2 separate regions of the Xenopus laevis genome follow, and region 2 is linked to region 1. Evidence: chromatin contacts called from public Hi-C data. All regions are on one chromosome and are shown on one strand. The core of a region is the stretch at or near the end of the contact, and the rest is flanking DNA. Distances in the headings are between cores, read along the strand shown.

The links. Hi-C and Micro-C count contacts between places; a contact is called where the count stands out from the background.
Region 2: a Hi-C map of animal cap shows a contact between it and region 1, with 5 times the contacts expected there. The contact joins two enhancer-like sites. A contact is called at or near these places in 3 of 4 Hi-C or Micro-C datasets (the XL177 cell line, the XTC cell line and animal cap).

The regions. Positions count from the first base shown.
Region 1 is chr5L:17,646,683-17,652,622 of Xenopus_laevis_v10.1, forward strand. The region is part of intron 3 of enah.L (ENAH, actin regulator L homeolog); the gene reads right to left. Among protein-coding and RNA genes, the nearest start is that of enah.L, 51 kb to the right of the region's middle. Within about 2 kb of position 3,284, at least 1 of the 7 cell types and tissues checked has an H3K27ac peak or open chromatin away from gene starts, as enhancers often do.
Region 2 is chr5L:17,797,105-17,803,044 of Xenopus_laevis_v10.1, forward strand. It overlaps ephx1.L (epoxide hydrolase 1), which reads left to right. Exons shown (of 9, transcript XM_018261834.2): 7 at 1,244-1,352; 8 at 1,498-1,623; 9 at 2,138-3,494. The coding sequence ends at 2,339. Among protein-coding and RNA genes, the nearest start is that of ephx1.L, 20 kb to the left of the region's middle. Within about 2 kb of position 2,322, at least 1 of the 7 cell types and tissues checked has an H3K27ac peak or open chromatin away from gene starts, as enhancers often do.

The DNA of each region.
Region 1 (5,940 bases), core at 2,034-4,533:
CTGTCCCAGAGGCTGCACAGATCCTGCCTGACCCCCATTGTAAGCAGCAGTCCTGCTCTGCTTTATGGCTGAGATTCTAGCTATCTGTATAACAGAGCATTCTGTCCCATAGGCTGCACAGATCCTATCTGATCCCCATTGTAAGCAGCAGTCCTACCCTGCTTTATGGCAGCTTAGATTCTAGCTATCTGTATAACAGAGCATTCTGTCCCAGAGGCTGCACAGATCCTGCCTGACCCCCATTGTAAGCAGCAGTCCTGCTCTGCTTTATGGCTGAGATTCTAGCTATCTGTATAACAGAGCATTCTGTCCCAGAGGCTGCACAGATCCTATCTGATCCCCATTGTAAGCAGCAGTCCTACCCTGCTTTATGGCTGAGATTCTAGCTATCTGTATAACAGAACATTCTGTCCCAGTGGCTGCACAGATCCTATCTGATCCCCATTGTAAGCAGCAGTCCTGTCCTGCTTTATGGCTGAGATTTTAGCTATCTGTATAACAGAACATTCTGTCCCATTGGCTGCACAGATCCTATCTGATCCCCATTGTAAGCAGCAGTCCTGACCTGCTTTATGGCTGAGATTCTAGCTATCTGTATAACAGAGCATTCTGTACCAGTGGCTGCACAGATCCTATCTGATCCCCATTGTAAGCACCAGTCCTGTCCTGCTTTATGGCTGAGATTCTAGCTATCTGTATAATAGAACATTCTGTCCCATTGGCTGCACAGATCCTATCTGATCCCCATTGTAAGCAGCAGTCCTGTATATCGGATATCTGTATAACTGAGAGAATATGGTTGGTTTGGAAATAGGGGGTACAGCAAAGTTGGAGGGCTTAGCCTAAAAGCCAGTTAGTGTGAGATATAGGGTAAGTTACTTTTTGCTCTTTAAGATACAGCCAAAAGCCCAGCTTGAAGATCATTTAAGGTGAGGTCTGGGGTGAATATATATTTGCTGCTCTAGATATTCTTGAAACTGTGGCTGAATGACTGATCTATTTACTAGATGTGTAACCTTGTCATGAGTGAAGGGGACCTTACCAAACATAGTGGGGTTGAGTGGAAAATGTCTGGCAAACCAGCTCCTCCTATTCTAAGCAACTTTTCAGTTGCTCTTCATGTTTTATTTTGTATTCTTTCTACATTTCCCTCTTTTGCCTCTATTTAGTCTGCAGCTGAAAACGCTATTTGGTTGTTAATATAACTGACCCAGCACAGAAAAACACCCATTGCCAAATTCTCTCGTAATTACGTTCTATTCCGACTTCCAAACAGCTGCCTGGTTGCCAGGGTAAGTTATACAACTTTGACGTGCACAACATCCATATATAAATGTAGCTAACGATACCCAGGATTTACAGGCAAGAAGTGTTGCTTTCTGTTATTTGGGTCTCCTATAACAGGAGGGGGTCACATCTTGGCCTGAGGAAATGCAGTGATTTTTAGATGTAAACTTTACAACCCCCACTAGAGAGCAGCAAAGGACAACGAACGTAGAGGGATTTGATGCACGTGTGGATCTGCTCGCTGTGTGTGTGTATGTATATATATATTTTCTTATAGATGGACCCGCAGTCCAAATTCATGTGACATAAAAGGTTTTTATTGATTCATCACTCGTGCAGATGAATCAATAAAAACCTTTTATGTCACATGAATTTGGAGTGCGGGTCCATCTATAGGAATTATACAATTGAATTTGACCCAGCACCCACATACAGACGTTGGAGTTCGAGTGCAGGTACATCTGGACTATCATCTGGACTATATATATATATAAAATATCAAAACAGGGGGGTTGTGGGAGCACTCTAAAGGCTTTAAAGTATATATATAAGTATAATAAATGCTATTGCATATGTACCCAAAATAGGGGTTATTTTGTTACAAAGTTATGATCATAAAACTGATAAGCCACCATACCACGTCAAGGTAAACCCCGAATGGCGGTCCCTAACTTGTTTTATATTTTATGTGCATTTTAGCATTACCTGTAATCAATGTCCGTTGAACGCTGTTTTTTCACTGAGGGCTATATCTATCTATCTATCTATCTATCTATCTATCTATCTATCTATCTATCTATCTATCTATCTATCTATCTATCTATATAGATAGATATATATATATACTGGACTATATATATATATATATAACTATATATATATATACTGGACTATATATATATATATATAACTATATATATATATACTGGACTATATATATATATATAACTATATATATATATACTGGACTATATATATATACACTGGACTATATATATATATATATATATATATATATATATATATATATATATATATATATATATATATATATATATATATATATATATATATATATATATATAACTCTATCTCTATCTCTATCTCTCTCTCTATCTCTCTCTCTATCTCTCTCTCTATCTCTCTCTCTATCTCTCTCTCTATATATCTCTCTATCTATATATCTCTCTCTCTATCTCTCTATCTCTCTATCTCTCTATCTCTCTATCTCTCTATCTCTCTATCTCTCTATCTCTCTATCTATATATATTCAATGGTGGAGTCGGCACTCACGTCACAAAGTTCACGGATGCCTGGGTGCAGTGTCCAAAATCAGATTAAATATTATACAAAAAAGGTCCGCACTTTTATTCACATAGGAGACTGACGTTTCGACCTCTTCAGAGGCCTTTCTCAAATATATATAGTATATATATATAGTAGTCTGAAAGCCGGCACTGCACGTCTACAGGTAAACGTTGCCTGGGTGCGAAAAGCCCAAAAATTAAGTAAAGAGATGAAGAAGCTCGCACTCACAGGGCTTATCAAGTCAAAAAAGTGTTTAATTGAATCAAAAATCGACTAACGTTTCGGCTTGCACTCAAGCCTTTCTCAAAGTGAACCCTTACAACCCGCGGCCATGGGAGAGGAAGATCTGTAGTAAGATCCACTATTGGTACCGCAGTTCATGACATATTTAAACATTACCTTTACAAGTCGGGGGACATGGAGTTGCCGTAAACGTATCATTATTACTGATGGACTAATGAATATGACCCCCATACACCCCTTGATGAACCCTTTGACCCCACACAACCCCCAAGTGGACACAGAGTTTGCTACGCTGCATTTCGGATCGGTAATTCCGACACATGCGTGCGGGTCGCTAGAAGACAATCCTACAGCATCGCAACTGGCCCTGCGTGAGACTGACAACTGGGAGCGGCGTCACACACTGCCACCGCAGTCATCGGCTATGTGAGACGAAGCGCAACAACTAGCGCAGTCAATCCAATAGAGCAGGAGACCTTTGGGAGCTCGGGCTTCGACTGCGCCCGTTGAGGTACATGGAGCTACCAGCGAGAAACCCCTTCAGCAGGCGGGTAACCGTTATTTTCTTATTTGACACCGCTGCTAAAATAATGTGATTTTACTTAAACTGTTGTCATTAGACTGCACTACGTAGACGCGCATCCGGAGTTATACTGAGAACGAACCCGGGTCATCGCTATACATTGTTGCAAATTTGTTACCAATGTTACGCTGCTATTATAACTATGCTTTTTTGAACAGATCACTCTTTATATGTAACTGTTACACTGTCTCATTGTTGTGTTGATGTGTTCTCCCTAATGGAAAATCCCCAATTAACGTCACTGTGACGTCACACCACACTGATTTCCGCCACTTTTGGGTTTAAATGTTTGGTGAGTGTTTATATATTCACTTTGAGAAAGGCTTGAGTGCAAGCCGAAACGTTAGTTGATTTTTGATTCAATTAAACACTTTTTTGACTTGATAAGCCCTGTGAGTGCGAGCTTCTTCATTTCTTTTCTATCTATCTATCTATCTATCTATCTATCTATATATATACACACACAAAGGTCTTAGACCCAGACTGAAATGTTGACCTGATCTATTTTAAGAAATGCATTAAATAAAATTCACTATTTTTTAATATCTTTTAAATCCTGGTGTGCATCTGTTTTTCAAGTAATTTGTTTATGGAAGCACCTATGGATAGCACCTGGGTTATTGTTTGATACACATTGTGCTGGAAATAACTGTTGGACTATAATTATATATATAAATAAATAAAAAACTACTGGATAGGTGCACTCAGAAAACAAACGAAACGACTAGGTGCTGGAACATATATCAAAATCTATAGAGCAAAGAAATCCACACTCATAGGTCTTTTGTGAAAAAAAAAAAAATGGGTTTATTCAACGTTTCGGCTCTTAGACTCGAGCCGTCATTATATATATATATATATATCAAACATACATACATACATACGATAAGAAACCTAGCCAAAAGCCTTTGCTTGGACCCGAAAGTCGCGAAAAGAGCCTAAAGCCTCGGATTAGACCAGAAGAAGAGGAGAATAAAGAAGATCTTTAAACGTAAGTTCCATTTTAACTTTTATGGGGGACGAGGAACACAAATGATTTTGTTTTTATTTTTTTTAACTTGTAGGGGAGTCTGACTGCCAATTTTTTTTTTAAAACTTTTATGGGGGGCCCTGGCTTCAATTGTTTTTTTTTATATTATATATATATATATATTTATAGGGTGACCCTGATCACCAATGATTTTTTTTTTTAACTTGTAGGTGGGCCTGGCAGCCAATGTTTTTATTTTTGTATTTTTCAGTGTGGTGTGAGTGGGATCTGGGGTGGGTATGGAGGGGGCAGGCTGGGGTGGGTGTCTTCCAGGGGGCCCAGAACATTTTGTTGTATGGGGCCTCGTGATTTCTGATGGCAGCAATGGTCATACATAAGGAAACCGCTCCTTCGTTAGGCAGTCTTGCAATGCTAGATTCCATTCAGCGCTACAATGCAGCACATAGCAAGGAATATCCAATAAAAAAAAACAGAAGCAGATATTGAAGCCCCCCTTTATGCCTGGGACAGAGCAGCAACAGGCAACATTCAGGGCTTGATGTTCTGCAAAACTACACTGCCACTAGCTCTTACGCTCCAGCACTTCTGGAATGTCCAAACAGCTCATTTATACCTGCACGAGCGTTGCCATATTGCTTGGCCCAAGTGCATCTGGGCTGGGAATTCCATTAAAACAAACTAATAAGTAACTACCGATATCATCAAGCAGGTGCTGTCAGCAATGGATTAAATCAAACAGCAGCTAAAACCGTTATACAAAAAGAAAAAACAATGACAATTGAATCATAAGGAGACAAGCAGTGAGAGAATACTCAAGAGAAACAGCAGAAAATGAGCAGTAACTATTCCTGGACACAAGAGGGCGCTGTTACAGCTGTGAATCTGTCTGGTGTGAAACTGCAACTCTGCACGCTGAACTGGGAGCAAATCACAACGTTTATTTTTTCTTTTCATCTTGTCCTCAAAAAACCTCAAAAAGACTATGCAGTCAAATATCCTCACTCCTAGTTCAATACAGTCGGGTGCTCAGCCTGGGGGTTATCGGCACCCCAGCGACTCCAAGGACACACAAAACAATCCAATGTGGGATCTCTACTGCGTTTATTGAGCCACATACTAATCACAGATGAAATAAATGTAGGGGGAGATCCCCACACTGCATGTTACGTGTGCCAGTCAATATTGCAAATAAATCGGAGCATGCCAGCAGTAGGACCGCTCCATTAATGTGCTCATTAAATAAGCTAAAACCGAGCAGCTCCTCTGTGGGTTACCCCACGTGAAATCCCAACAAGAAACATTCCCGATCCTAGCTCTGGATTCCTCATTGGAACAATAAAATATTAAAGGAGAACTAAACCCTAAAACTAAATGTGGCTAAAAATGCCATATTTTATATAGTGAACTTATTGCACGAGGCTAAAGTTTCAGCTTGTCAATAGCAGCAATGATCCAGGACTTCAAACTTGTCACAGGGGGTCACCATCTTGGAAAGTGTCTGTGACACTCACATGCTCAGTGGGCTCCG
Region 2 (5,940 bases), core at 1,072-3,571, 150 kb after region 1:
GAGATCAATTATTAATGAGATTATTGGGCAAAAAGCCAGATCAGTCAGTGAGCACAGCCAATACTGCACCTTTGTGTGTGTATGTGAGTAAAGCACTGCGTATCTTGACAGCGCTATATAAATAAATGATGATGATGTGAGTGTGTGTGGTTGTGAGTGAGTGAGTGTGTGGTTGTGAGTGAGTGTGAGTGAGTGCATGTACACAGAATCTCCCCCCAAATTGCCTCCTGCCAGAAATATAATTATTTTTTAATCTTCAGTACAACTTTACACTTTTGCACCCAGGAACCCCATGAAGTTTGTAGAGCAGCTCTGGAACCCCTGGAGTTGTAGAGCAGCTTTAGAACCCCTGGTGTTGTAGAGCAGCTTTGGAACCTCTGGTGTTGTAGAGCAGCCCTGGAACCCCTGGAGTTTGTAGAGCAGCTCTGGAACCCCAGTAGTTTGTAGAGCAGCTCTGGAACCCCTGGAGTTTGTAGAACAGCTCTGGAACCCCTGGAGTTTGTAGAGCAGCTCTGGAACCCCTGGAGTTTGTAGAACAGCTCTGGAACCCCTGGTGATAGCCACTGTACCCACTAACTCTCATTGCTGGGGCTCATTGCCTACTGTGTTGATATGTGTGTGTCCTCATGCAGTGTGTAACCCCCACTGGCTAGTACCTCACTTATAGGGACCCCTACCCTGACTTGACCTTTCTCTGGGACTTGCACCACCACATCCACATTTCACATTGAGAATCCAACCCAGCTTTTTATAACCCAGGGAAGTCTCCTGACTCCAATTTCAAGAACTATATCTCCCCTTTATGATGAACTTACATGAATATCTAGATGGTAAAATGGTCACCAAATGTTGCTGAAATTGGCCTTCAAGCTGAACCCCCACTAGAACTGCTCCAGTCCTTTCCAGGTCAGCCCTACAGTTTGGGAGCCAATGCTCTTGAGGCACCTTCTAATAGGGACTCTCACAGAGGGTGTCTTTTCTCTTCATTCTAAATCTCAACCAATTGAAGCTTCAAGCTGGGGATTCCAGGTGTATCTAGGTGAACAAATAGGCATTCTCTCCAAATCTTACCCTTTAGGCTGAGCCACCAGGCCAAGGCTCTTGACCACTATAGACAAGCGAGACCCACAGTTCTGGGAACTACCAGTTAGCTGCCCACATATGTGCCTAAAACCTGCCTTGAAAACACTGCAGTGTTACCAGCTTTTTTTCCTTTCTAACTGTCCTGCCCCCCCCCCTCTAGGCTGTGGCCTAAATAACTCCCCAGTTGGACTTGCTGCCTACATCCTGGAGAAGTTCTCTACATGGACCGACCCAGACTTCCGGGATCATGAAGATGGAGGACTTGAGAGGTAACCTAGTGGAGTCATGTCCTGGTGGTGTCATGTCCTTGCACTGGGTGTACCTTGGGTGGGGTGGGGGCAGAAGGGGATGTGTATTTGCAGTCATCATTGCATTGGGTTATGAGTAATATATAGAAATATGTCTGCCTCGCAGGAAGTTCTCATTGGATGACCTACTGACCAACGTCATGATCTACTGGCTGTCGGGCTCCATTGTTTCCTCTATGAGATTCTACAAGGAGGTAATTGGCAAGGGCGTCGGAACAGCCAAACATGACAAGTAAGGACAATAAGGCACAATCTTTTTTTACCCCCTTGTGTCTCCATCAGATTCCATGAAATATGGGACTAAAACATTGGACCCAAACTGGAACACTCTAGGCAACTTATAGGGGAGGAGCATGGTGACTTTAGTGGTGGGCTGGAGTAGAAGACTTTAGTGGCAGTTACAGGTTCTACGAGACATGAACTTTGGTGGTTTGAACTAGAGCAACATAATACAGGGAGTAGAATTGGGTTGGACTAGAATATACGGGGGTTGGAGCAGGGTATCTCGTCTGTAGCCGAAGCAGTGGGTGGGACTAGAACACTGGTAGAAGTTTACCGAGGGAGGGGCTGGAAAGTTCTGATGGCAACTTACATGATCTTAGCCATTTGAAAATTGATAAATCGTGGGCACCAAATATAGATCAATGGGAAATTTCAAATGCCCCAGTGTTAGCTCTGTCCCTGATACAATGGCTGCTGTTACTGTAATGAAAATATACTTGATTTCTGATGTCTCTGTTTTTCAGGGTGCCAGTGACAGTTCCCACAGGCATCGCCTCCTTCCCCAATGAGCTGGTGCACTGCCCTCCCTTCTGGGCCAAGCAGAAATACCTCAGTATTGTCTCCTTTAATTACATGCCCAGGGGCGGCCATTTTGCAGCCTTTGAGGAGCCGGAACTTCTGGCTAAGGACATCCAGCAGTTTGTAGGGAAAGTGCAGCGGAAATAGGTCTGATGTGTATATAGCCCATTCTGAGAAGCAGTGGGTCCATGTTCTGATAGTAGAGACAATCACAGCTTTATAGAATGTAACTAGGCCTGATCCAATAAATTACCCTTAGGGCTTCTCTATTTTCTACAGCTGAAATTGATACTTGCTCTGTACTGCCATGCTTTCTCATGTTAATGACTCTGTATTGATACTTGCTTACTGCATGCACTACTCACAGTTCCAGACCCGCCCCCTGACACCAGCTTGCTTTACTATATGCACTACTCACAGTTACAGCCCTGTCGTCTGACACCAGCTTGCTTTACTATATGCACTACTCACAGTTACAGCCCTGTCGTCTGACACCAGCTTGCTTTACTATATGCACTACTCACAGTTACAGCGCTGACACCAGCTTGCCTTACTACATGCACTACTCACAGTTGCAGCCCTGCACACTTGCCTTACTACATGCACTACTCACAGTAACAGCCCTGCCCCCTGACACCAGCTTGCCTTACTACATGCACTACTCACAGTAACAGCCCTGCACACTTGCCTTACTACATGCACTACTCACAGTAACAGCCCTGCCCCCTGACACCAGCTTGCCTTACTACATGCACTACTCACAGTTACAGCGCTGACACCAGCTTGCCTTACTACATGCACTACTCACAGTTGCAGCCCTGCACACTTGCCTTACTACATGCACTACTCACAGTAACAGCCCTGCCCCCTGACACCAGCTTGCCTTACTACATGCACTACTCACAGTTACAGACCCACCCCCTGACACCAGCTTGCCTTACTACATTCACTACTCACAGTCCCGTACCGACACCAGCTTGTTGTACAGGCCTCCCCCCCTCCACTGCAGTACTTCCTAGAAGAAATTAAAAAGCCCTTGTGCCCCCCAAGACATCACAAATGGAATCATTAAGGTGCAAAATTGATGTTAGAGGAAAGGGCCCCTAGATCCCTTCTGTGATGTCACTGGGCTTTGTGTCTGGTTGAACCGAGGGACCAACTCACAATTCCAAGTCTGCACCAAAGTTCAGTGCAACTCTGCACATTCCAGTGACTAATGAGCAATTAGTATTTTCTGTAGAGAGTTCCTTGTTGCTCCGTGTGCATCTCTCATAATGAAATAAAGGTTTGTATTGACAGCAACATGGTTGCGCTTATTGTCAGCTTGTTGTGTCAGGACTGGTTGGGGGGGGGGTGTCCGAAAGCTCATCATCTGCACCATCCCATAGAATACACAGAAGACAATTGTGCATACAGTATAAGTGTAGGTATTTAATTTACCCCATGTTTGGCACATTTCCCTAGTGCCTCCGTTTAGACTTTCTTGTCTATAAGATCTTGTTTTAACTTGGTTACCATTAATGACCTACAAGCCCCCTTGCTGGAATCAATCCTACACCCTAGCAATGATCAGCACTGTCCCACTGTATCTATAGTGTGTCCTTATAGTGTAAAAATGCTTTACAAACCCAGCTGACTGGCCTCCTCTAGTGGTAAGAGCAGGGAACTGCAGTCATTGTTTATGTCCCAGACAATAAACTGAATCAGACACTGAACTTTCCTCTTCAGAAGCAGCAGTGACACTTTATCCTGATCTCTGTCTGTCACCTGCCACCAAATACTGAGTCTAAAAGCAGAAATTGGAGACCGACCTGTGTAACCTTCTATCTGTCCTTTCTTTTTCTACTTATTTAAGTAATTGCCCCAGTGGCCTCAGAACTGTTTAGTGCACCTGTCCCTTATAACCTCTGACCCCCAGCACAGCCTGATATCCGCTAGTAATTTCTAATCCAGTGTAGCAGCTGTTACCCCATAGGGTACAATGGGATATCTAATAGGATAAATGCTACAAAAAATGCCTAATGATCACTGATTATAATGAATACAGAATCATATATCTGTGTTAGCACTGCTGTGGGATTAAAGGAATCTTATTTGATATGAGCATTAAATAAAATACTGTCTCCCTTCCCAGAGACTATTATCCCACTGTTACTATAGACACCATCTCTCCCTACTATACCTGCTATCCCACAGTCACACTCCCTTCCCAGAGACTATTATCCCACTGTTACTATAGGCATCATCTCTCCCTACTATACCTGCTATCCCACAGTCACACTCCCTTCCCAGAGACTATTATCTCACTGTTACTATAGGCACCATCTCTCCCTACTATACCTGCTATCCCACAGTCACACTCCCTTCCCAGAGACTATTATCCACTGTTACTATAGACACCATCTCTCCCTACTATACCTGCTATCCCACAGTCACACTCCCTTCCCAGAGACTATTATCCACTGTTCCTATAGACACCATCTCTCCCTACTATACCTGCTATCCCACAGTCACACTCCCTTCCCACAGACTATTGTCCCACTGTTACTATAGGCACCATCAGACTACATGAGTTGCTACTGTAAGTGCCCCTGTGCTGCTTGAATAGTTAAGTGATACATTTCTGACTCACTACTGATCATACAAAAATATAAGAGGTAGATATTGCCCATATTTAATAGCAATGTGAAAGGACAGATTATTATAATATCAGCCTCTTACTTTAAAGAATAAATTCCCTCCATCTATGATTTTCTGGTTTGCTACAGACATGGCACATAAAGAAGGGGCTCGGGTCTGACCACTGGTTCAGTTGAACAGAGCAGGAAATAATGTTTATTTATAGAATATCATTAGGAATTGCTCTCCTGCTGAATAATGTGCCTGAGCTTTAAAGACTTTGATGAGAGAACTTGCCAAGGTGATTGTTTCCATTCACTTGATTGATAGGTTTTATTTTCTACATAAAATATTCTCTCTCTTTTATTCTGAGCTCTATAAATCAAAGGCAGCAACCGGGGAATTGAACCACACAACTCTGACATTGTATCACATAGTGAAATCCACAGCATAGGAACATAGGGAATTTCATACAGGAAGAATTTATCATATTGATTCTCAAATAAGGGTGAGATGGTATTGGAACATGAGATATCAAACTGCACATCCATCAGTTCTACATGATCCAGCAATTCTCAATGACTTCTGATTTACAGTAGGGGGTACATTATCCCTTATAATACATGAGTGATACTCAGAGTTCCCTGTATAACTCAGCCTGCAGCCTTGTGCCTTTATATGGTCACAGAACCCCTCAGGGACTTCTAATATCCTTATCATTTACAGTTGGGGGTACATTATCCCTTATAATACCTGAGTGATACTCAGAGTTCCCTGTATAACTCAGCCTGCAGCCTTGTGCCTTTATATGGTCACAGAACCCCTCAGTGACTTCTAATATCCTTATCATTTACAGTAGGGGTTACATTATCCCTTATAATACATGAGTGATACTCAGAGTTCCCTGTATAACTCAGCCTGCAGCCTTGTGCCTTTATATGGTCACAGAACCCCTCAGTGACTTCTAATATCCTTATCATTTACAGTAGGGGGTACATTACTATTATATCTTGAAATCGAAAAACTACAGTGCAGTATTTCCAGTATATCTAACACTTCTCATACATTCATTTGGTTTATGTGAACATCATGAGAGTCTAATGCTGGAACTTGTCACTAATTCTAAGTA